Linked DNA regions of Mus musculus: regions 2, 3 and 4 are each linked to region 1. A link is a contact called in public Hi-C, HiChIP or PLAC-seq and Micro-C data. All regions are on one chromosome and are shown on one strand. The core of a region is the stretch at or near the end of the contact, and the rest is flanking DNA. Distances in the headings are between cores, read along the strand shown.

What was found. A called contact is a pair of places that touch in the nucleus more often than the background predicts. HiChIP or PLAC-seq counts read pairs in DNA pulled down with a chosen protein or histone mark.
Region 2: an H3K4me3 HiChIP or PLAC-seq map of the SCID.adh cell line shows a contact between it and region 1, with 16 read pairs. The contact joins the enhancer-like site here to the promoter of Mapkapk2 in region 1. A contact is called at or near these places in 6 of 39 promoter capture datasets (the C10 cell line, cranial neural crest, hippocampal neurons and 2 more), 3 of 484 Hi-C or Micro-C datasets (the G1E-ER4 cell line, embryonic stem cells and pro-B cells), 9 of 115 datasets of contacts at active chromatin or transcription factors (the SCID.adh cell line, embryonic stem cells, forebrain and 4 more) and 1 of 9 other capture datasets (embryonic stem cells).
Region 3: a contact with region 1 is called in a Hi-C map of CD4 T cells, with 2.4 times the contacts expected there. The contact joins the enhancer-like site here to the promoter of Mapkapk2 in region 1. A contact is called at or near these places in 1 of 39 promoter capture datasets (embryonic stem cells), 2 of 484 Hi-C or Micro-C datasets (CD4 T cells and CD8 T cells) and 1 of 115 datasets of contacts at active chromatin or transcription factors (large pre-B cells).
Region 4: a Micro-C map of embryonic stem cells shows a contact between it and region 1, with 3 times the contacts expected there. The contact joins the promoter of Cd55 here to the promoter of Mapkapk2 in region 1. A contact is called at or near these places in 1 of 39 promoter capture datasets (pre-B cells), 1 of 15 datasets of contacts at CTCF or cohesin (large pre-B cells), 1 of 484 Hi-C or Micro-C datasets (embryonic stem cells) and 2 of 115 datasets of contacts at active chromatin or transcription factors (large pre-B cells and pro-B cells).

Annotation. Positions count from the first base shown.
Region 1 is chr1:131,096,419-131,099,131 of GRCm38.p6, reverse strand. Mapkapk2 (MAP kinase-activated protein kinase 2) reads left to right here and starts at 1,289. Exons shown (of 10, transcript NM_008551.2): 1 at 1,289-1,843. The coding sequence starts at 1,607.
Region 2 is chr1:130,546,831-130,549,530 of GRCm38.p6, reverse strand. All of the region lies in intron 2 of Gm16083 (a long non-coding RNA gene), which reads right to left. It also overlaps a transcript of Zp3r not described here. Among named protein-coding and RNA genes, the nearest start is that of Gm16083, 33 kb to the right of the region's middle. Within about 2 kb of position 1,375, at least 59 of the 459 cell types and tissues checked have an H3K27ac peak or open chromatin away from gene starts, as enhancers often do. A contact at or near this core is called in the G1E-ER4 cell line, the SCID.adh cell line, memory CD8 T cells and 1 more, where this site is marked.
Region 3 is chr1:131,651,852-131,654,682 of GRCm38.p6, reverse strand. The region is part of intron 1 of Ctse (cathepsin E); the gene reads right to left. Among named protein-coding and RNA genes, the nearest start is that of Ctse, 15 kb to the right of the region's middle. Within about 2 kb of position 1,467, at least 16 of the 459 cell types and tissues checked have an H3K27ac peak or open chromatin away from gene starts, as enhancers often do. A contact at or near this core is called in CD8 T cells, where this site is marked.
Region 4 is chr1:130,461,391-130,464,090 of GRCm38.p6, reverse strand. It overlaps Cd55 (CD55 molecule, decay accelerating factor for complement), which reads left to right and starts at 1,347. Exons shown (of 10, transcript NM_010016.3): 1 at 1,347-1,521; 2 at 2,084-2,269. The coding sequence starts at 1,422.

The DNA of each region.
Region 1 (2,713 bases), core at 40-2,539:
AGGGATGAGCGAGAAGTATTGAGCACTGAAAAAGCGCTTGTCTCCTTGATCCATAGTGAGTTGGATCTCAAGAGGGGGCCTACAGTCCTCCACCTGTTCATCTCTGTCTTCCTTGGAACAAGTATCTTCCGGAAATCTAAACAGGGAACAGCAAATGAGTCTTGCCATCCTGGGCTATGTCTCCAACGCCCTTTTCTCAGGGCACTGTCTCGTCTCCAGAGTTTTGTTGGGACATATTAAAGACTTTGTGTGACCATGGGTCAGGTCTCATCTTTAATTTGTCTGTATTAGTAAGTAAACCAGAGCTTTGTATCTATCTTGTTCCTTTGTCTCATTTCTTAACTGCTGTAACAGTCAAACCCTTGTGGATCTCAGCAGTGCTACAGGCCAGTTAGGCCCAGAGATTTGTACTAGAACTAGGTTGCTTCAGGACTACTTATTGGCTATGGCCGCAGGGACCATTTCCCCAACTCTAGAACCATTTCCCAGCCCTTCCCCTTGCTCTATAATCGCAATGAATTAAGAACACAAATGTATAAGTGTACCTCCCAGAGAGACATGAAGTTTGTGGGTATTTTAAGACAGAGTCTGTCTTTGTTGTTCAGGCTGGCCCTGTGACTTGTTATCCTCCTGCTTCAGTCTCCTGCATATAGCCGGGATAACAGGTGGCTAGAGTGCCCCATTCCATCTTGGGTCATTTTGGGTTTATATAAAAATATGTTCGAATTCATAATAATTAAATTGTTCGTGGTATCACAGTAGTACATTCTTCTCAGTGAAAACCAGTAAGTCCATGAGAGAAAAAAAAAGTAAAACTCACAAGTATGTTAAGGAAATTGTTACTATTGCCTGACACCTGATCCTAGGATGAATAGTCTCTCTTATTCCCCCAGTCCTGGCCCCCGGATTCTCGCTCTGCTCGGGTACCCCTCACCCCCCACCCACAGAGTCCACGTAGAAAGATTCTTATCAATTATCCGTTTCTTTCAAAATACATCTCCTCCAATTCTCCGATGACCTGTCTTCTAGATCCAAGCAGCTGGAGGAGTGAGGGTTTTGTTTGAACTATCCAGCAGCTTTTCTTTTGCCCTCCTCCCTTTCCCCTCTGCCCGGCCCGGGTTAAGAACTAGGATGTCTCGATGCCCTCCACAAGCCCGCTTGCTCGCAGTCCCTAAGCTCTCCCGCCACTGGACTTCCTCCCCTTTAAGGCCCACCCCTCCCCCATGTCCACGCCTCCCAGTCAAGCCCCACCCTCGATCCTCCCCTTTAAGGACTAGCCCAGGACGCCGAGCAGCCTGTGACGCGGCCGCCGCCCCCGGGCTGGTACTTCTCGGCGCGGCGATTCCTCCGGCCGGGCCCTGCCGTCCCGCGTTCCCCGGAGCGCACGTCTCCGGGGGGAGGGAGCAGGGCTGGTGGGCGCCCGCGGCGCACAGCGGGACCCACGGGGCCCCGCGACCAGCCGAGCCTGGAGCCGGGCCGGGGCGGGGCAGCCGGCTCCAGCCCGGAGCAAACTTCGCCGCCGGGCGGGGCGTGGCGGGGACCCGGGCCCGAGCCGGAGGAGGGGGCGGCCGCGGCCCCTGCCTCTGCGCGCGAGTCGCCGGGCACCATGCTGTCGGGCTCTCCGGGCCAGACTCCGCCGGCGCCTTTCCCCAGCCCTCCACCGCCAGCCCCGGCCCAGCCGCCGCCGCCGTTCCCCCAGTTCCACGTCAAGTCGGGCCTGCAGATCCGAAAGAACGCCATCACCGACGACTACAAGGTCACCAGCCAAGTGCTTGGCCTGGGCATCAACGGGAAGGTGCTGCGGATCTTCGACAAGAGAACCCAGCAAAAATTCGCCCTAAAGGTAAGTCTGGGCCGCCCGGGATCGCGCTGAGATCCGGTGCAGCTTCCGGTCACCCCGCGAGTGGCCGGCACCCGAGAGGACTCACGGGGACTGCCATGTTGGGGTGTGAGTGGGATCCAGCCTGGTGGCCACTCTTGGGACCCGGACGGCCTCTGCTCGCTTTACCCGGCGCCGAGGACACGGTGGCCTCGTCCTCCCTCCCTCCTTCCTTTCTGCGGGCACAAAAGGCCCTTTACTCATTGAGCTGGTTGGTCGGTCGGTTTGGAGAAGTTCGCTCTCTGAGGTTTCCTTAACCCTACTCCTTATTTGGGAGCCGGAATGTGACTTCGCTCTCCTCGGCCTCGCGAGGTCGGCGCGCAGCGGTGGGGCGCGTCGGCGCGGAGCGGCGCGGCACTGGAGACTGGGGACCCCGCCTCCGTGCCCCGCGATCGTCTGGAACCGCCAGCGCCTGGCCTGCGCTGCCCCTTAGGCTTGCGCCGGGCTGTTTCCATTGCTCCCTCCACCGTAGGAAACCTTGTCTGTAAGCCAGGCTTGGCCTAGTGCTGGTACACTGGTCCCTGGTAGCCGGAGACTCAAAGGCAGGAAATACTATTCCTGCATTTGGGAAACCCACTCTTAATCTCTGTGGGTCTACCCGTCTCTGCTTCTGTCGGTGGTAGTGGAGAATGGGGATTTCAAAAGGTCCAAGTGAAGCAGGGAAGGCTGTCATTCAGGGTCACTGCAAAGTTTTCTTCTCTCAAGGGTTTCAGGTTACACCATATCTCTAAAGGTCACTTGTCAGGTTTCTTTCTCCTGGGGTGTCTCAATGATTGGAGGAGCAAAGTACTTCCTGTGTTATATTTTGCTCTTCCCCTTCAGCCCACACAACTT
Region 2 (2,700 bases), core at 126-2,625, 550 kb after region 1:
GGGATACGCCTGCAGGTCTTTTGTTGCTGCTTTTCTGCCTGAGTCAGAAAGCAGCCACTTTAACCCTCCCAGCGCCCCACCCCCCAACACTTAATAAAGGACTTCTCTGTGAAAACACAGGTGTTTGTGGTTTGTTTCTAATCCTGAGAAAGGGGAACCCCCTGCTGTGCATGGCCGATCTCCTAACCGATCCAGGTTCCCTTCCCAGCCCCTGGTGTCAGGTGGTTCCTAACTGCCAGTAACCCCAGCTTCAGGGATATGCGATGCTCTGGTCTCCACTTACTGTACACACGCCCACCAACCTACCTACCCACACCTATATATGAATAACTGACAACAAATCCAAATTCTTATTTTGAAATAGGAATTCAATGAAATGAGGGAAGAAGGAAAGGGAACAGTAAAGAAAACAGATGAAATACAAGGAAAAAAGAAGAGAGCAAAGTTTTGGAAAGAGAAAGCAGAAAGTTTCAAAATATTTTTAAAAACGAAAGACAAAAACAATAACTAGATTGTTTTAGTGCAAAATTAAGACAATTAAAAAAAAACACAAGACAGAGAAAGAAAGAAAGAAAGAAAGAAAGAAAGAAAGGAGAGAAAAGAAAAAAGAAAAGAAAAGAAGAGAAAGGAAGGAAGAAAGGATGGGCTGGAGAGATTGCTCAGCGGTTAAGAACATTGACTGCTCTTCCAGAGATCCTGAGTTCAATTCCCAGCAACCACATGGTGGCTAACAACCATCTGTGATGAGATTGGATGACCTCTTCTGGTGTGTCTGAAGACAGCTACAGTGAGTGTACTTATATATAATAAATATATAAATCGAGAGAGAGAGAGAGAGAGAGAGAGAGAGAGAGAGAGAGAGAGAAGAAAGAAAGAAAGAAAGAAAGAAAGAAAGAAAGAAAGAAAGAAAGAAAGAAAGAAAGAAAGAAAGAAAGAAAGAAAATCCAGTAAGGTAACTTCAAAAAGTTACAAAAGTATAGTAGAGACTAAAAGTGGAAACCAGGCACTAAAGGACTTCCCAGCAGAGAAAAGATACATAAACAAACTTAAATGGATGCGTGGCCTAGCAAAACGAAAGCACAGAAGGGCTGTAAGTACGTTAAAATGAAAATACTACCTAAAAAGCCGAAACATGGGAAGGGAAGAGAAAAACTTGACGTGTGAGAGAGGCACTTTTTGGGTTTGAAACCGGGCTACTGTTGTGCTATATCGCGAGGAGTGGGGTAAAGGAACTCAGGATTTCCCACGGTTTACACGGATGCCGAAGTTGTATGGGGCTTTTCGGTGTTACCTGGGGGAGGCGGGTGGGGGTCGGGGGTGGAAGGGAGGGCAAGCAACGCTTTAGTAGCGTCCATTCCTTGTGTTCTGGCGCACTCTGCTGGCCCAATTTAGCTTTGCAGACTGCAGCTCAATTTGTTCCTACCATACCTTTGTTTTCTATAAAGCACACTTCACCAAAACAGTAAACACAAGCCCTTAGACACAGCTTTCTATAAAATTCGATAGGACTTTCTAGAAGTCTTCCGGAGTATTCTCCATTCGGCTAAGGAGTACTACGAAGCCTGGTCAGTTAGTGGGTGGATGAGAACTGACAATCACCCCTCCACCTTGCACTCACACAGCTTGGCGCGCTCCATTGAGTTGTTGATGATTTGCATGTTGAGCCACAGGCTAAGGGTGAGGCAAGCGAGGTATTCGAAGTGGGCATCAAAACAAGGAAGGAAAGTAAAAATCCCCGGTAACCAAGATAAAGACAATTTTAGTGCACTGTTTCATCTGTTATCTTTTGACAATTTTGTACCTATAACCGTTCAGTTTCAATCCGTCATTACACTCTTATCCCACCACTGAGTCCTGTTTTGGAGCAAATCCACTCCTAGTTTGATATCTTTCTTTCTTTCTTTCTTTTTTTAAACACCATGTGAGTTTATGTTTGTTGGCATGAGTAGCGGGTTGTTTACTGGAAGGTGGGGAGTTGACCATTAGCACACCACTAAAGAAAGTAACTTCCTCCCCTGAGCAATGATTCGGCCTGCTGTCACCCAGGGTTCATAGAGCCTGAGCAGCCTTGCCCCACATGTGGGGAGATGGTGACAGTCAGATTCTTAGGTGGGTCCTGTGCAGGTGTCCACAATCCAGTGAACCAGTAAGAACGTAGCTGTGTGATCAGAAGACTCCCTTGCTAAGCATTCCTTCCCAGCCTCTGGTTACATTCTTGCTGCCCCCCTTCCACGATGCTCTCTGAGGCTTGGAGGTGGTGACACAGATGTCCTTTTTATTGCTGAGTATGTCCCAGTTGTCCGTTCACTTAATAGGTCTCTGTGTTAACCTCCACCCACAGGAAACATTTTCATAATGGATGCTGGGAACGGCCATAATCCACGTGGTTCATTGAGAAGTATGTAGAAAGCAACTTGATGCTCAATCCTTCTGCCGAACAACGGAACAACGGCAGGAGGCTCTGCCCAACCAAGTTCACTGTGCAGGCGTGGGTTTCCTGCTGGGGCTCAGGTTTCAAATCCAAAAAGTCTTTGTTACCCAGGTAATTGTTTTGTAATATTGAGTGGTGGGCATATCAGAAGCTGGGTAGGATTGTTGCTGGTTTTTCTCCACCAGCAGCTTCTAAGGCCCCTTCTAACACCATGAAAGCGAGCCAACACGGAGGAAGCTTCTAGCTCCCATTCAGCCTGCCTTCTCTAC
Region 3 (2,831 bases), core at 218-2,717, 560 kb before region 1:
AGGAAAAAAAAAAGACAAAAATGCCCTTAATCCGGATGACAAGAGAGTCCCAAGAACGCCAGCATTTTTGGAAATTGCCAAGGGAAGTTTATGTGAATCTCTGTTTAGACCTAGAGTCTTTCAAAGCAGGGAGCATACAGTAAGCACTTAATAAATGCTGATTGCTCAGTCAGCTTTTGCTGACTTGTACTTCTCTTGGGGGCTCCCGAAGCTGCCACCTGCCTTCCTGATGGCACAGAAGAAAGGTATTGACTACTGTCCTGTAGTCAGAAGAATGAACAAATGTAGAGGCCCTCTCCTACAGGCAAAGCTGAGTCTGACTGAGACTCTCACCGAGCAGGATGACAGGATAATGCCCTGTGTAGTATCTGCGATGAAGACAGTGGGGGCCGAAAATGTGGGACGGGAACGGTCAGGAGTGGGCTCACAGTTTCACTACAGAGGAAAGTTGTGGGAGGCTTGGGTGGGCAGTGGAGCACAGATGCCGGCCCAGCCCCCTCCAGGTGATCCAGTGATCTCTTCATACGAACTGACAGAAGTAGAAAGTGATAAAGAAAAATGGACTCAAGTATCTGTCGGGTGATGAGAAGGTAGGTCAGACTCAGTGGAGGACTGGAGGGTCTAGGACTTGGAGCTCCTTTTAGTGGCAGATCCTCTCCAAGGTCCTAAAGATGTCTTTCCCTCTTACGTTACAGTGCCTGTGTGTTTTGCATTTAATGAACATGGCTGAGCTAAAACAAAGTGATTCTGAGGAGGCTCAGATGCTGCGTGACCTGGACATAAGTGACATTATAGAAATAGAATTCTGGGAAAGTAGGGATGATCTAAACCCCCTGTTCATCACATGCCAGAGTAGTTTTTTCCAAGCCACTTTAGCAGTCTACGAGACAGCAGACATTACTGGAAAGGTCAGCGCTGTAAGTTAAGTGAATTTTGCAGCCACAGGAGGGAGGCATTCTCAGGACGGGAGAGGAATCTAAAGGCTGTATTCTATTGTCAGGAGAATCCTTTTTCAGGCTCAGCTCCAGCTCTCTCAGAGTTCTCAGCTCTGTCCTGTGGCCCTGTCCTCTTCAGTTCCCAGGCCAATTGCCCCATCTTTAGCCTCAGGGAGGCCGGACAACCCTGCAGGTGGGGCAGGAACTCCCTCCGTGGCTTCCTTCTTACTCTTCCTGCTTCTCCTCTTCTGTCTCCCTCTTAGTTCAAGATATATTCATTGCAGAGATTGCCCACCTTAACAAAGATGTTCTGGGTGAGATGGTGGGTGCTTATAACCCTAATACTCTGGATGCTGTGGCAGCGGGCCAACAGGAATCTTGAGGCTAGCCTGAGCTACCTAGTGGGGTTCTTAGTCAAAGCAAAAGTACAATGGAAAAAAAAAAACTATGCAAATCACCACTCACAGCTGATCATTCACTTTTAACGTTTACCTCCCCCCCCCCCCCAGGATGTGGAAGGTGTTTCCGTGGGAGGAAAGGAGGGACACACAGGGCCACGCCCTGCCTGAGTGGAGCACATTTGCATCCTGCCTTATGTTGGTGCAACAAGAACATAGACAATATGGGTCGATTCCACGTGAAGTATATATGAAATTATCAAACTCCAAAATAACAGAAAATGTTTATCTCTGGATATAACCATTTGTTGTAAGCTAGCTTTAGCCATAAAATCGTTTCCACAGGAAAGGAAAATTTCCCAAGGCAGCTTTGATGGCTGCTTTTTCCAGTATCTTATTTCTATGGAAACCCCTGCTGTCAACACAGATAGGCAGCTTTTGAATTTCAGATGTCAGGCGTACATTTCCCACTGCTGACTGATACTACCCAGGTCAGTAGTACATGCTGCTAGCAACAATAGCAGTAGAGCTGTGCCCAGCATGCTCTTCTGTGGATAGTTGAGGCACTGTGTGAGCCAATTAGATTCAAGAAGTGACTGACAAGCCGGGCGGTGGTGGCGCACACCTTTAATCCCAGCACTTGGGAGGCAGAGGCAGGTGGATTTCTGAGTTCGAGGCCAGCCTGGTCTACAGAGTGAGTTCCAAGACAGCCAGGGCTACACAGAGAAACCCTGTCTCAAAAAAACAAAACAAAACAAAACAAAACAAAAATAAAAAAAAAAGAAGTGACTGACAGTCTTTAGTTCTCTCTCTCTCTCTCTCTCTCTCTCTCTCTCTCTCTCTCTCTCTCTCTCTGTGCGTGCATGCACGTGGCGTGTACAGGCTGGAGTTGGCATCGGTGGTCTTTCTCTACAGGCTCCCCTTTACTCACTAACTTTTGGTGTGTGTGGTGTTTGCGCACCTTCGCGCAAGAGCACATTTGAAGACTATGTGTCTTTTCTTTCTTTCTCTCTCTCTCTTTCTTTCTTCCTTTCTTTCTTTCTTTCTTTCTTTCTTTCTTTCTTTCTTTCTTTCTTTCTTTCTTTCTCTCTCTCTCTGTCTCTCTCTCTCTTTCTTTCTTTCTTTCTTTCTCTCTCTCTCTGTCTCTCTCTCTCTCTCTCTCTTTCTTTCTTTCTTTCTTTCTTTCTTTCTTTTTTCCTTCCTTCCTTCCTTCCTTCCTTCCTTCCTTTCTTTCTTTCTTTCTTTCTTTCTTTCTTTCTTTCTTTCTTTCTTTCTTTCTTTCTTTCTTTCTTTCTTTCTTTCTTTTTGAGACAGGGTTTCTCTGTACAGCCCTGGTTGTCCTGGAACTCACTCTGTAGACCAGGCTGGCCTCGACCTCGAACTCAGAAATCTGGCAATCTGGCAATCCCCGTACGCCTAAGTGTTAGGTTAGAAATATGGGTCACCATGCTCAGTTTTAGGTGATTGCTGGGCATCTTCACTCAGGACCGCACCCTTA
Region 4 (2,700 bases), core at 98-2,597, 640 kb after region 1:
ACCCTTAAATACTGTTAGATTTCAACAAACACCTATAAAGCAACCCTTTCCTGTAATCTCGGCAACAGGAAAACACGGTGCTTGGGTAACTAAGTAAGCAAGAATCAGAAGAAAACACTTGTTAAAAACCAGTTTGCTCTTCAAAAGCTCACACTAACCAATAAGGAACCACAAGAAAACTTTAGGAATGGTTATCAGTATATGACAAACACTCCCACAACTGGTCTACCATTGAAGGCTGAGTTTCTGGTGAGGGATTTCACCAGTTGGGTAAAACACCTATATAAAAAGGGAATTCATAGTGGGACACTGCTAACCAGACCCAGACACACAAAGGGGAGCACTTTGGGGCTTTTTACATGAGGGCCTGTGGCAACTTACCTCTGCTTCCTCCCACCTCGACCCTCCCGGTGGGGATTTGCAGGAGACACATGGTGTGGTACATGGCTCTTTACTCTGGATATCACACGCATGTGGGGCTTCATAAACCGGGTTGCACAGTGACCAGCCAATACCAAATAATCCTAATTCCTAGTGCTGTCCTCAAGAGAGGTTCAGTTTATTCCATGCACAGCTTCACCTTCTGCATTCTTTTCTTTCCTTTTCTTTTTCAATTAATTAATTTAATGCTCTGGTGTGATTCCAATGTGTGGATCGCTTTGTTTGTCACTGTTCTTCACACCACGAAATAAATCTTTTTCTTAAGCTCTACTATTTATTCCTGAATTCTATTTCATAGCAGGACTGAAATAATCCCAAAGTCGAATTCAGGTGGTATCCTTGGTCCATATCTATAACCAGGGCTAAGAAGGTGACTCCTCACCCAGATAGGGTCTGAAAAACCTCAGCCAAGCTCCCTAGATCTCTGCATATTGTTTGTGACCGGTTCTGGCAGGCTGATCCCTCCCTGTTTTCTTGGATCCTATCCTATTTTCTGTTTTGACACCATGGTGAGACCTAGGAGACACACTCTTGGTCAGCAGCTCCCACCCTCCCATCTGACATCTTCCAGCTGAAGCCACAGGGGTCCTGGGTGTTTCCCTATTTCTCAGCTCCCTCTGGCTCAGGAATTCCACCGCGCCTACCCTTCCCTTTGCAAGCACTCAGCACACCAGAGTTGGGAGTGTGGGTAGCTTTCTGCTGGAGCAGAGTGCTGACACAGAGTACTGGGGGAGTGAAGCGCCCTCCTTTAGAAGGTACTCCCCCAGACCCCAGACCCCACTCCCGCCGGACAACTAGGTCCCCTGGGTGAAGCTAGAGGCCAGGCACCCGCCCTCATTAATGAGGGAACGCCCTCTTGCACGCAGGCTGCCCCACCCAGGGTGACGAGGGCCCTGCCCCGCCCCGCCACAGCTGCTCAATTAACTGCGGCTCAAAACAGCTCCAGCCGCAGCCGGGCAAGGTCTCTTCTACCTGGGGCTATGATCCGTGGGCGGGCGCCTAGGACTCGGCCATCACCGCCGCCTCCGCTGCTGCCGTTGCTGTCGCTGTCTCTGTTGCTGCTGTCCCCAACTGTACGCGGTGAGTGGCCAATGCGCGACGACCGGCTGGCTGCCCGCCAGGGGGCGCATGCTCAGCAGACATTGTGTCCCAGTAACTGGGGGCTCCGCTGCTGGGTGCCGGCGGCCAGCGGGAGGGATGGGGGTGGAATGCTGGGCTATCTGGGCTGTGACTGGATCCCCTCCGCGATCAGAGACCGTGGCAACACCAAAAGGGAGGGTTGAGTGCGAATCTCCAACCCTGCTCCTGGCTCTTTTATTCTTAAGGTGGAAGCTAGATGGCTGGCCACCTGCGCCGGTGAGAGACTGGTCGCGAGCAGCTACCGGGTGTCTTATCTCGCGCCTTGCTCGCTGCAGTGTTCCTGTGGATATTAAGTAGATTCTGAACGACTCAAGGCGGGTGGGAATTTACTCCCTACTTAGTTTTTGTCTTGTGTTCACGAGAGTCCAAGCATTCCAAGTTCCTGAGGGGCAAGTTCAGCCCTGGCAGGAAGGTAAGAGCCATTGCTGCTTCTCTTGTTCCAGGTCTGGGGAAAGAAAGCTCCTTGCCAACTTCAGTTTTACACCTGCTCTTTTCTTCCTAGGAGACTGCGGCCCACCTCCAGACATTCCTAATGCCAGGCCAATCTTGGGCAGACACTCCAAGTTTGCTGAGCAAAGCAAAGTGGCATACTCGTGTAATAACGGCTTTAAACAAGTTCCAGACAAGTCAAACATAGTTGTCTGTCTTGAAAATGGCCAATGGTCGAGCCACGAAACATTCTGTGAGAGTAAGTTCTTCATTTCTCTTTCTGAAAAGTTTTGGGAATGTGGATCTCGTTGAGGTTATTTTTATGCCTCTTTGGAGTGACTGGTAATTGATAGTTTTCTAGCATTATTAAACCCCAGGGTATACATGTTGGCAGTTTACACTCGAGCTAATTGAAGGCGGTACTTCCTATGGCAAGTCCTGCTTCTTCATTAAGAGTTTTTCTTTCTATTGTACAGGCTAGTAGAGAAAAAAAATGATAGGTACTGTTTAGGGAGTAAATTATATGTGAATATATTTGGCAATTACCCTGAGACACACACCCTGGTGATCTGTCTTGTTCAACTCTATTTTGTTAAGTAATGGATACAAGTCTTGGGAGACATTTTGAGGTCTTACTTCAAAAAAAAAAAATCTGTTGTACATATAGCCCTATGTTATCTTTAAGATATA